Linked DNA regions of Sus scrofa: region 2 is linked to region 1. The links are chromatin contacts, called in public HiChIP or PLAC-seq maps. All regions are on one chromosome and are shown on one strand. The core of a region is the stretch at or near the end of the contact, and the rest is flanking DNA. Distances in the headings are between cores, read along the strand shown.

What was found. HiChIP or PLAC-seq counts read pairs in DNA pulled down with a chosen protein or histone mark.
Region 2: an H3K27ac HiChIP or PLAC-seq map of skeletal muscle shows a contact between it and region 1. The contact joins two enhancer-like sites. A contact is called at or near these places in 1 of 5 promoter capture datasets (liver) and 1 of 2 datasets of contacts at active chromatin or transcription factors (skeletal muscle).

What each region holds. Positions count from the first base shown.
Region 1 is chr14:114,470,996-114,477,454 of Sscrofa11.1, reverse strand. All of the region lies in intron 1 of NEURL1 (E3 ubiquitin-protein ligase NEURL1), which reads right to left. Among named protein-coding and RNA genes, the nearest start is that of NEURL1, 37 kb to the right of the region's middle. Within about 2 kb of position 3,259, at least 4 of the 83 cell types and tissues checked have an H3K27ac peak or open chromatin away from gene starts, as enhancers often do. A contact at or near this core is called in skeletal muscle, where this site is marked.
Region 2 is chr14:114,768,782-114,775,240 of Sscrofa11.1, reverse strand. The region is part of intron 1 of SH3PXD2A (SH3 and PX domain-containing protein 2A); the gene reads left to right. Among named protein-coding and RNA genes, the nearest start is that of SH3PXD2A, 5.2 kb to the left of the region's middle. Within about 2 kb of position 4,115, at least 27 of the 83 cell types and tissues checked have an H3K27ac peak or open chromatin away from gene starts, as enhancers often do. A contact at or near this core is called in skeletal muscle, where this site is marked.

The DNA.
Region 1 (6,459 bases), core at 2,010-4,509:
AACAGACATTTATCAAGTAGTCTGGTGAGGAAGATACAATCGTAGTCCTAGAAAAGTGTTCTGGACGACAGGAGCAAGGTTCCAGGGGGCTCAGGACAGACTTTCCTGAACAGCCACAGTGAAGGATAAGTAGGCACGCCCCTGTGTTACAGAGGTAGGTGAAGGGAGAGAACGCTCCGGGAAATGAGCATAGCATGTGCAAAGGCCCTGTGGCTAGAGGGAGCCCAGCCCATTTGAGAAGTAAGGTTGGTGTGGCTGGAGCAGAGACAGCAGGAGGAGCTTGGGGAAAAAATTTCTGGTGGCAAACCACAGTGGGCTGGGGACAACCAGGAGGGCCTCAAAGAGCAGGGTGAAAAATCTGGCCTTTTTTTTTCCTGAGAGCAACAGGGAACATCTGACAGGTTTTAAGCAGGCAGGCAACAAGGCCAGGCCTGCAATGCTAAAAGGTCACTCTGCCATCTGGTGTGTAGGATGCTTGGGAGGAGGCAGAAGGCACCAGGGAAGGAAGCAGCAGCGTCCACAGGGTCGGGCCTGTCCCTGATTCACCCTCACCCCTTGGGCCTAGCATTGTGGCTGCACAGAGCTGGCTCAGAAAATATCTCACCCATGAAACAGAATTCATGCAATGCTTTGGAGTCAGGAACAGATGGGGACAGGGTGAGCCTTTCGAGTGGGCACAGCCCACACCCTGGCCACAGGAGGGAGAATGCAGTTGAAAATTGGGACACCGCCCCCCAGGCCTTCGAGGCACCACTATCTGAGGGGTTTTCCAGCAGACTTCCCTGGGGCCCATTTCCTACAAATCCACTTCCTCAATCTCAATAGGAAGTGACAATGTCCTGTGTCTGGGGTTCACCCTGGTCCCCACCTCCACAGGGCACTGTCCAGCCTTTACAGTTGACATGGCAGCCAGTGCTGCTCCCCTCCTCTGTTTTATTCATTGGGGTATCACATAAAATTTCACTTGGCCAAAGGATTCTGTTACCAAAAGAGAGAACCACTGGCCTACATCACATTTATTCCTCTAGCATTCACTGAATGCCAACGAGGGACCCACCAGTGAGCAAGACCCAGCGACTGCCCTTCTGAAGCCAGGCAGAAGCCACGCTGAGATCAAGGAGTGAGGTTCCTTTGGCTCTGGCTGAATGTTGGCAGTGCTTTGTTCTGTAGCCAGAAAGGATGTGAAAAGGGGCTGTGAATGGGGAATCTACCAGCAAATCTACAGAAGTGACTACAAGTGCCACGAATTAGAGAACACTTCCTGCAAGCCAGGCCCTGGGCTCCTAAGTATTTCACACACATCATCGCACCTAACCCCACACATCCCTGCAGGATTATAATCATCCGCATCTTGCAGAATATAAAACAGAGACTCAGAGAGGCTGCACTGACGTGGACTTCAACTGGGTTACACTCAAGCCCGAGTTCAAAACCACATCTGCCAGCCATCAAAATTCACGCTCTTTCCAGGACAGGTCAGAGAGCAGTGCTTCTCTTGCTTGGGGAAGAGAAGACAAGGAGACAAGACAAGGGGACAGCGACCTTCTCCTTAAGGAATCAGACATGTTCTGGGTAGAAGCAGAGGCTAGGAATTTTCCAGTAGATGGAAGATGACATCCAGGATGGATCCTAAAAGAAGGCCAGGAGATTGTGGACTCGCATTAGACCGGACTTTCTACCTGCCAACAGGAGAGCCCATCCTGGAAATCTTGCAGAAAGCAGACCCATCTGTGACCTGGGTGGGGGCTGTAGTCCCTCAAAGCCCTGGCAAAGCAGAAACCCTGCCCAGGCTCTAGAAAGAACCCCTCCCCTCCTGGCCAGCCCCCTAGCCAGCACCTTGTGTCACCATCCAGGGAAACTCTGCTCCCACCCCAACCCCGGCTCTCTGAACTCATTCAGCTCCTGAGACCCTCCCCCAGCAGCCCCCTACCACCCCCACCCCGCCATCAACCTGTCTCCTGACCCCTTTCCGCCTGCCCCTCTTCCCTCCTGGGTGCCATCTTGGTCTCCAGTGAGCTCCCCACCTCGGCCCTCTCCCCACCACATCCTTTCTCATCCACATCCCTCAAGACCTGGCACGTCTCGGAGTGTAAAGTCTACAGCAGACCCAGCAACTGCAGAATAAAACCTGCAACCAGGGAAATCACAGACGCCAAGACCTCCGAGCGGGAGGAGCCTCCAGGGTGCATGGGGTCCAGCCACTGCTTTCAATGTAGCAAAGGAAACCTAGTGAATTGCAGACTCTCCTGTGGTTACGCAGTGGGTAGAGGATAAGGAGGATATGAACTCAGGTTTCATGTCTTTTGGCGTTTAATGTGACAAATGTGGCGGTTAAGGACAAGACTGGACAATGACAGGGGATAACTTCTCTTTAGGAGGTGGGCAGAGGGGCCTGGTACAGACAGAGGTCAGGGAGGGGAGGCGGCCCTGCCGGGAGGGGCTGGGAGGCAGACCCTGGTTGCTACAGTGTCTTTTTTATCAATATCAATGGATAATTTGATTGAGCCGATGAGTCACCTGGCATTCGGGGTTTGAGGCTGACCTGCCAGGGCCAGCGCCGTGCCCGATTAGATTGCGCCTGCTGCTGGAGAATGGGGAGCAGGGAACCCCTCCCACCCAAAGCTTCCTCCCACACCAAGATGAGAGTGGAGGCTGCTCCCTAGAGTTCGGGAGAGCCAGAGCCAGAGCACACATGGAGATGAGGACAGAGGGGCTCAGGGACAGAGAGCTGAGTTCAGGCTGTAGCTATAGGGCAACTCAAGCCAGGGAGCTCACAGGGTGTCCTCAGGGGCTGGGACAGGTGCCCCAGCAGTGACAGCTGCCAGCCGCCCAGGATGATGGGAACACAACAGGTGCAGAGGCGGGGGTGGAGACCAAAAGGGAATCTGAGAAAACAGCCTCGAGTTGGGTGCGCCTCCCAGGCCCTGGGCCCAGCACCAAGCAACCCTTTCTCAGACCCCCTGAGACCCAAACACACCTCCTCCTGCTCCTGCTCCCCAGGTCTGGGCCTCAGGGCCATCGTGGCCCACCTGGACAAGACAGAGGGTCCCTCACAGTCCATGTCAGGCAGAAAGAACAGAACAAGGAAGAACAAGGTTTCAATTCCCAGGACAGAGTGTGCCAGACGGAGCGCCCAGAGCCCCCAGCTGGAAGCAAACATTTACCTGTGATAAGATCTATGCCCGGCCAGGAAGGGTGGATGATGCGCCACCCCAGCCTTGTGGAGGCTGGGAGCTCTGGTCTAGAGGTCAGACAGGGAAGCTCCACTGCCGCATGATTTGGCAAGCCCCAGAGCTCTTCCAAGGCCTGGTGCCCGGCTCAACAAGCAATAGTAACTACTGCTGTTGATAGAGTTGTTCAGAGACCCAGGGAGCTCAGGAATCCAGGTAGAACCTGGAGAGGCTAAGATCTCCACCCAACCTCAGAGAGGAGTGACTGAGGATGCAGAACATGAGTTTAGCACCGAGTATATATGTTGCACTAAGGAGAAAAGGGAGGGCCCGCCTCCATAGGTACCAACCTCCAGCAACAGCATCGTGTACCATTCACTCATTTACTTAGCACCACTCTGCTTGCCCAGTCACACATGCCTTGCGTGCAAATGCCAGCACAGAGGGTTAGGTAAGACTGGGTTCTTCTAATGCACAGATGGCCAACAGGCACATGAAAAGATGCTCATCATCGCTAAGTATTAGAGAAATGCAAATCAAAACCACAATGAGGAGTTCCCATCGTGGCGCAGCAGAAATAAATCTGACTAGGAACCATGAGGTTGCGAGTTTGATCCCTGGCCTTGCTCAGGGAGTTAAGGATCCAGCGTTGCCGTGAGCTGTGGTGTAGGTTGCAGATGTGGCTTGGATCTGGCATTGCTGTGGCTATGGTGCAGGCTGGCAGCTGTAGTTCCGATTAGACCTCTGGCCTGGGAACCTCTGTATGCCATGGGTGCGGCCCTAAAAAAGCAAAAAAAAAAAACCCAAAAAAACTAAAATGAGATCAGAGTTCTCTTGTGGTGCAGCGGGTGAAGGATCCTGTGTTGTCACTGCAGTGGCAAGGATTCCATCCCTGACTCGGGAACTACTACATGCTCAGGTGCAGAAAAAAAAAAAAAAAAACTGCAATGAAGTATCACCTCACATCAATCAGAATGGCCATCATCAAAAAGTCTACAAATAATAAATGCTGGAGAGGGCATGAAGAAAAGGGAACTCTTTCACACTGTTGGAGGGAATGTAAATTAGTACATCCACTATGAAAAACAGTATGAAGGTTCCCTGAAAAACTAAAAATAGAGTTGCCATATGATTCAGCAATTCCACTCCTGGGCATATATCCAGACAAAACTGTAATTTGAAAAGATATATGCACCCCTATGTTCACGCAGCACTATTCACAATAGCCAAGACATGGAAACAACCTAAATGTCCATCAACAGATGAATGGATAAAGATGCTGTGGAGATATATATATATATATATATTATTAACATATAATAGGAATATATTATATATATAATGGAATATTACTCAGCCATAAAAAATAATGCCATTTGCAGCAACATGGATGGACCTAGAGATTATCATACTAAGCACAGTCAGTCAGAGAGAGGAAGATGAATATCATATACCACTTAGACATGCAATCTAAAACAGGACGCAGGCGTTCCTGTCATGTCTCAGCAGAAACAAATCTGACTAGCATCCATGAGGACGCAGGCTCATTACCTCGCCCCATTCAGTGGGTTAAGGATCCAGCATTGCCATGAGCTGTTGTGTAGATCGAAGATGCATCTCACATCTGGTGTGGCTGTGGCTGTGGCGTAGGCTGGCAGCTACAGGTCCAATTCGACCCCTAGCCTGGAAACCTCCATATGCTTCAGGTGTGGCCCTAAAAAGACCAAAAATAATAAATAAATAAATAAATAAATGGGACGCAAATGATCCTATCTATGAAACAGAATCACAGACATAGAGAACAGATTTGTGGTTGCCAAGGGAGAGGAGAGGAAGGGGAGGGACGAATTGGGAGTTTGAGAATAGCAAATGCAAACTAGTATATATACAGGATGGATAAACAACAGGGTCCTACTATAGCACAGGGAACTATATCAGATATCCTGTGATAAACCACAAAAGAATATGAGAGAGAATACATACATGTAAAACTGAGTCACTTTGCTATACATCAGAAATTAACACAACATTGTAAGTCAACTATTCTTCAATAAAATTTATTTTAAAAAGAGTGAGTTCTTCTAAATAAGCAGAATAAACATCATTCTTTGTCATCTGCTTAGTGCTCTATTTTTGTTCAGGTAGAATAAATTTTAAACTCGAAGCCAACCCTGTTCCTTTGATCACAAGTGATAAAATACCAGGTCTGAATACACATGATTTGCCCCCTAAATAATAACCTTGCTGAGGAAGGTGGGGAAGGGCAGACAGTGAGAAGGTGAAGGGGGAGGTGGGGAGACCCAAGGTGACACAGGTGACAGAATACATGCACTGCAGCAAGACAAGAGCCTCGTCCACTGGAGATGCATAAACACACTCGACTGATCCTGCCGGATTATGAGGGAAGCTGGCAGCTGATAGCAGGAGGTTAAATCCCTCCTCGGCAGGCAGAGACCACCCTCCCCCACTCCATCTCCTCCCCCTCCCCCCACCACACATGCTCCTCCAGGCCCCATGGCTCAGCCAAGGACTCCAGGCACCCACCCTTTTTCTGGTCTCAGCCCCAACCCCTCAAGCCACTCCCAGGCTGTGAGGTGCCTCTGCCCCACCCCCAGCCTCCTTGGCTTCACCCTCCTGCCTTGCTCCTGCTTCCTGCTCCTCAAAGGTCCAGCCTACTAAGGGAAGGCAAAGCCCAGAACCAGCTGCCGTGGCCACCACCTTGATTCCTGTGCTGAGGTTCTGCTCCCTACTGGGGCATCACACTCCAACACTCAGGCTCAGCCACGGAGCATTAGTGGGCATAAGAGGGTGATGGCACAGGACGCTAAGGGGCCAGGCTCTTGGGATGGGGCACTTCCAAAAGGGCCATTGATGGCCAGGCTCCAAGGACCCAACAATACCAAATACTACTCATTGCTACCACTCTCTGCTGCAAAGAGGCTGAGCTGAGAGTCCCAGGGGCTGTTGAAGGGCAGGTGGGTCCGGAAGTCCCAGAACCCCCAGCCCAAAGGAGAGGCCTCTTCTCAGAGCTCTCAGGGGGGCTTCTGCCCCTAAGAGTTCCTTAGTCCCCCTGGCTCTGGCTGCCTTAGTCCCATGGTGGCTCCTGGGAGCCACCATGGTCTCCCTGGCTCCCCATTACCCATCAGTGGGAGGCCCAGCACCTCCTTCTCCTGCAAAACTTGCACAGAAACTGAAAAAAAAAAAAATAAGTATCCAGATCTATTAAGAAAATTATATCTGTGGCCGGCCATTGAAACACCCGCTCTGGGCCCACAGAAAGAAAGGGCAG
Region 2 (6,459 bases), core at 2,866-5,365, 300 kb before region 1:
AGCAAAATAAATGGGTATGGGCTCAGTTTGGGGAGAAGGTAAACCAACCGGACAGAGAGGTGGGTGCTGGTGGAAGAGTTGTTCCTTCTGTGTTGCTGGCTCCGCAAGCGTCTAAACCTGCTGTTTCAAGAAAGCTCTTTTTGGAGGACTTAGGTCACTGAGTGGTCACCCTGCACTGGGGACAGATGTCCATTTGCATATCCCAGCACTCCTTATGATATCAGCCTTCCTAACTTCTCAAATGTTGCAGGCTAAGTTTTAGGAGTTCTTTTCTAGTCCTCTGGGTTGGCACTGCTTTCAACAGATGGCACTCTCTGCTCTGAGACCCAGGCAGGTGCTTTTCCCGGCTCTGGCTTTTAGGCAAAACATCAAATCTTGGCTTTGACCAATGATGTCCAAGATTACAGATGTAGAACCTACTGGCAACAAGCCAGGAGTGTTGCTGAAGCGACCGGAGACCCGCTGCAGTCAGTGTTGAGAGATGGTTACTGCTGAGGCTCTGACTTAGAGGCTCTTGTTTTAAGCCTGGCTCAGCCACTGACTTCGGGCGAATTATTTAACCTTAGTGGGGCCTCAGTTTCCTCATTTTAAAGTGAGGATAATAATAGTATCTACTTCATAGGGTTGTCTGGAGAATTAAATGAGATCATCCATGCGAAGCACTTAGGAAGTTCCTGGCACATAACAAGCACTCATTAAATGGTAGCTTATGATGGGCATGATTCTGACTAAGAAAGCACTTTTGAAAAGCAGCTATTAATGGTCTGGCAAGAAGGAAGAAAGATTTGGGGTTTTAAGATTGATAATAATTTCTTCTATGTGAAAAATACAAAAGAAGTCCTGTCCAGTTTCCTTGAAGCAATCATTTCCTGCCTTTTTATGGATAGTGTTTTCCGGGATGTCTCCGCTTCCCATGCAAGAATCAATGACATTATGTTTGGGGCCGGGAGTGATGTCACCGAGCAGATGGGGCCATACAGAGTTCCGAATTCAGGTGGTGGGAAGGAGTTAAAGGAGAAAGTGTTGTGGAATTGTGGAGCTGGCAGGGAGCTCATTTTACAGATGAGGAAACTGAAAACCAGATGGGGTAAAGTCATTTGTGACACAGCTAGTCACAGCACCTGGGTCTAACTGGCCTTCTGCCCATGGCGTTGTTCAAGGTTGGAGTTGACAAGGGAGACAAATGTCTGGTGCTGGCAAGAGGTTCCTGCACATTTGGGGCATCCATAAGGAGAGGGGGCCGATGGTAGACAGTGTTGGTGGGGCCAACAAGGCAGGAGGAGCAGGTCGGGGCTGGGCTTCAGAAGCTCAGCATCGCCTCCTCTCTTGGCCTTTGCATGGTGGACACCACATACCAGAAGGTCAAGTGTTCTGGGCACTCTGCAGAATATACTGCGCCCAAGTCACGTATGTTCTAGAAGCCCTGTACGTTGAAGAAGCATGCCTTCTTCCCGCCTCTCCTCCACTGGTGGTGAATTCTGAGTCTGTGGTTTGGCAAATTGCAGAGCAGAGAGGCTTTCTGGGATGTGCACGTGAGCCAGAGCTAGCTGATGAGAGGCCTGGGGCCCAAGCAGGAGGGCTCTGCTGGCTCCAGGACGCTGGGAACACATTGCAGAGGTCTTCTCAGGACATCCAGCGAAAGGAGTGCTTGTCCCAGTGACGAGGGGGAGCTGCCTGGACACTGAGGGTCTTGTGCTTTTGGTCTGTTTATGAAAGGCAGGCAAGTGACCTCCATGGTTTGGGTGGTGCTGTCAGCCCTTCCTTCTTCTCTGCCAAGTCCCTTCTTGGGGTGGCTTTGGAGGTAGTGGGCAGCTGCTGCTTAGGCCAGACTTCCTGCGTGGAGTTGGGCTCCTCTCTTAGCTTTTACGTGCTGCCCCTGGAGAGATTTAGGTAAACTGGTTTTGGCTTCAGACCACACTTGTCTTCCCAATGGTCCTGATGGTGCTGGATGCAAACTGCAGGTAGCTTTGCTAGAGAACTTTCCATAAAGATATAAGGTCCGGTTCACAGAATTCTTTGCACCCACGTGCATGTGTATGTCAGGTCAGATGATGGTGGAAAGGAGCTCGTGCATCTAAAACAAACAAGAGTTTGTTTGTTTGGATTTGGGGGGCGTTGTGCTTTCACAGTCATTTCCTTCCCTGATTGTTTGTTTCAGACAAATACCAGTCCATGAATCTTCTGATCCTCTACAGGGCTCTTCAGGGAATGCAAATAATAGCTGGTGTTAGCAGCAGTTACCATGGGTGGTGCCAAATGCTTAATATGCAGGATTTCATGTGATTCCTATAGTTCACTGGGTGTCCCCTCATGTCCCCCAATGTGGGGTAGGTTCTTTGCTTCCTTTATTTGGATGGGTGAGCTGAGACTTGGGGAGAGTAGAGGTTGCTCAGGGTCTCCCAGTGAGTACAAGCCAGATCTGGGTCAACTCAGGTCAGATTACCTCCAAAGGAAGATATGAACCTAAAATGGGGCCCTTCTCCTCCACTGGAGTCTGGCTGGGAAGACCATACTGGGGATTACATGACCATGAGAGACCAACACAGGGTGGCATTTGAGGATTGGCTCACTGAGTGGGACTTTCACCTTGTGCCCTGGAAGTGCGTGTGTGACGGGTGATGGAGGGAGGTCACTATGAAGCAGGAGGGGTGGGACAAATCCAAGATGATATCTGCTTCCCAGTGATGCTTGAGGTGATAAATTAAGGACCCATCCTGTAGAAATAATACATTCTCCTGTGTGTGTAGAGCAGAACGGATTTTAGTCTTGAGTCTGGGAGCAACATTTTTAGCGGTTGGCCTCAGACCCCCTCATTTCTCTGCTCTTCATTTTTGTTTTTATTTATTTATTTTAGGGCTGCACTTAGAGCACATGGAGTTTCCCAGGCAGGGGGTCGAATCGGAGCTGTAGCCACCAGCCTACGCCGCAGCCACAGCAAGGTGGGATCCGAGCCACGTCTGTGACCTATACCACAGCTCACGGCAACGCCGGATCCTTAACCCGCTGAATGAGGCCAGGGATTGAACCTGTGTCCTCATGGATGCTAGTCAGATTTGTTTCCTCTGAGCCACAATGGGAACGCCTCTGCCCTTCATTTTTAGTTAAGCCCTTAGACTGTGGATCCAGCCCCACGGGAGGAAGGCTGCAGCTGCAGTGTGGGAAGGGTCCTCTCAGGCCAGTTCCCCTTTGGAATGAGTGGTGTTGGGCAGATCAGGCTTCGAATCCCACCTCTGGCTCTTCCTACATGTATGACCTTAGGCCAGCCACTCTGAGTCTGTTTCCTCACCCGTAGCCTCTCAGGGCTTTGGGGAAATGGATCTGAGATAATTTGGGGGCAAAGCTCCTACTTAGGACCCGGCCCCCGTCATGGGTACTCAACATAAAGTCGTTTCCATCCGATGTTCCTCATCACCAAAAACACTTTGAGTACTTTTAGGACTCGATAGGTGCAGCTGCCAGAGGAGGAAAGACTGAGGCAAAAAAGGAAGGCTCAGCTGTTCACAGTCTGATGGGAAAGTAGGCTGCATGCCCTGTGGAAAACGCCCAGCATACACGAGAAACAGATAAACAAGGAGCAGCTGTTCAGACCTGGAGGGCTTCCTGGAGCTGACCTAGTGATGGCTTCCTGGGATGTTGGGAAGGAGAAGGGAAGGCGCATGTGTTGGGGGAGAGGAGTAGAGGTGCTACGGGTAAGGGCAAGGTCAAATAGGATCCTAGCCCCAAGGTCAGTGCCACACAGGGCTTAGCAGTCTTGCCTGTTTTCTTTCTCTCTGTCGCTCTCTCACACGAGAACAGTTTCTTCTTCTCCAAAGAGGGAAGTGAGCTAGGCATGATTCACAGGTCTGACAAGGGTTCCTGCTCATGGAACGACCGACCACATCCTTCAAGGCTGTTGGGAGAGGGAGTGCAGCCCACCATGCATCATGGCCCTCTTTAGAGCTGAGTGAGGGTTTGGGGGACAAATCAGGATTGGAATCGCTGTGTGTGGTAGCAGGCAGAGGGGAGGCAAAGAGAAGGGAAAAATAAACCCATTTGATGTCATAGGAGACGGTTCCAGCTCCAGAAATATAAGCACCAGCTGCTGCATTTTCCAGAGAGCTATTCTGGGGCCAGCATGAGTTAATGGCCAGCAAAGGCTGTGAACTAGAGGAGTGTTGTTAGGACTTCTGACTTTGGGGTTTGCACAGCGGTCCCTGGAAATTGCCTTCTAATTTCCTTAGCCTGAGTCACTGACCAGACTCCTCCTTGGCCAGAAAAGTCCACCAGGCACCTCTGTTCTATTTTTCCTCTTTATTAAGTAAAATGAAAAAATAAGAGAGTTATACATACGGTAGTCACACTTACTCCTCTTGAGTTCTGAGAATCCAGGAAAGGGATCATGGATTAGGACAGGGATCCAGGGAACAGGAAGGACAAGGGGTGTGTGTGGGAAATGAGGTGGAGATTCTGGCTTTGGAAATAGGTTCTGAGCCAGCGCCAGAGGTGTTCTCTGCCATGGCCGTTGCCAAAAATAATGGAAGAGTCCAGGAGGGTGATCAGCGTTTCAAGAGGCGATTCCCAGAGCTATGTGTTTCTCGCCTGGGCGCCTGGGCTGCTGCTACTTGTAGTGGAGGGTGGGAGGATGAGCCACAGGAACCCCCAGGTAACCTCCTGGCAGGTCACAGCAGCAGCAGGTGCTGAGCAGAGCCCAACAAAGATGTCAAGATGCGTGAAAAGGGGAAGAACCAGCATGCGAGTACCTACAATGTGCCAGGCAGTGCAGAAGAGGCTTTTCAGGGGGATTTAATTTAAGTGTCATGACAACCCCTTGAAGTACGTAGGTGTTTTACAGATGTGAAAATAGAGTCAAAGAGAGTTTATGTGCCTCTCACTCAGAGTAATTCACTGGTGAAGCTGGAGTTCTTAACCTGGCCTCTGACACCGGCTCTGTGAGCTTGTCACTTTCTTCCCCATTAGAGCTGAGTCAGTGAGAGAGGGGCCATGAAAATAACCCGGGAGTCCAGGCCACACCCCCTGAGAGGATGACCTGTATCTGGAAGGCTGCGATGTCAGAGAGCCCCTGGGTCCTTGTGTCCCTGGGCTGGAATCCTGTCTCTCCCACCTACTACTGTGGGACCCAGTGCACGCTGCTTCTAGAGAACGTGCCTCTGTTTCCTCATCTGTTTAAACAACAACCACAACAAACAGAGGGGAAAATGGGACCTAGCTCAAAGGGTTGGGGTGAAGGTCGAGTTAACAAATGTAAAGAGCTTAGAACGGTACCCGGCACATGTTAAGTGCAGCATAGGTATTTGTTCTAATAATGATTAAGTCCTAAAGCTTTTCGGAGGGGAAAGCTCTCTGTGAACTGGAGTGTTCAGCCAGGACTGGCAGCCTGAAGAAGGCGAGCTTTGTGATGCGCCTTGGGGAGTAGGTAGGATTTGGACGGGAAGGGATAGGATTGAGGTGGGAGGAAAAGTGGAAGGGCATTTCAAGAAGGGGAAAAGCAGCAGTGCTGGAGGTGGAGCACATTAGGAGAATGTGGGCAAAACCCGTGTTGAGGGAGAAGAGGAGGGGGTGGAGGAGGAGAAGGAGGAGGAGGGGTGGGCCAGCTTCTGAGAGCCTCCCATACCAGGCTAGGGAACTCAGAATTTTGTGTATAGACACCTCTGCACCTTCTGCTCCTCCCAAGGATTGCAGCGGAAAGGGAGCTGCTTGTCGCTGTAGGGTCCTTCTGGGGCCCCTGACCTGGCTCTAGAGTTGTTCTTGCAGCCATGGCAGGAACAGAGCTCAGTAAGGACAGGAACTGTGTCTGCAGCTCTGCCTTGAGGTCTCTTTAGCTGGCAGCCTGGAGCCCAGCCCCTCTCTGTTTATAGCTCTTACTCCAAGGGGTCAGGCTGCCTCATAAAAGTTGATTGCACCCCAGAGGTCTGGGGAGGGAGGGGAGGGGGGAGAGTAGGGAGGGGAGCAGTAAGGCCTGTGGCCCCTGCTGGCTGGCAGGGCCTGGTATGCAGCAGGGGGTTGCAGTACAGTCATTTCTTTTCTTTTTTTTTTTTCTTTGAATCAACAGGCTATTTTATTTATTTATTTATTTATTTATTTATTTATTTTTATTTATTTATTTTTTTCCCCCACTGTACAGCAAGGGGATCAAGTTATCCTTACATGTATACATTTTCCCCCCACCCTTTGTTCTGCTGCAATATGAGTATCTAGACATAGTTCTCAATGCTATTCAGCAGGATCTCCTTGTAAATCTATTCTAAGTTGTATCTGATAACCCCAAGCTCCCGATCCCTCCCACTCCCTCCCTCTCCCATCAGGCAACCACAAATCTATTTTCCAAGTCCATGATTTTCTTTTCTGTGGAGATGTTCATTTGTGCTGGATATTAGATTCCAGTTATAAGTGATATTATATGGTATTTGTCTTTGTCTTTCTGACTCATTTCACTCAGTATGAGATTCTCTAGTTCCATCC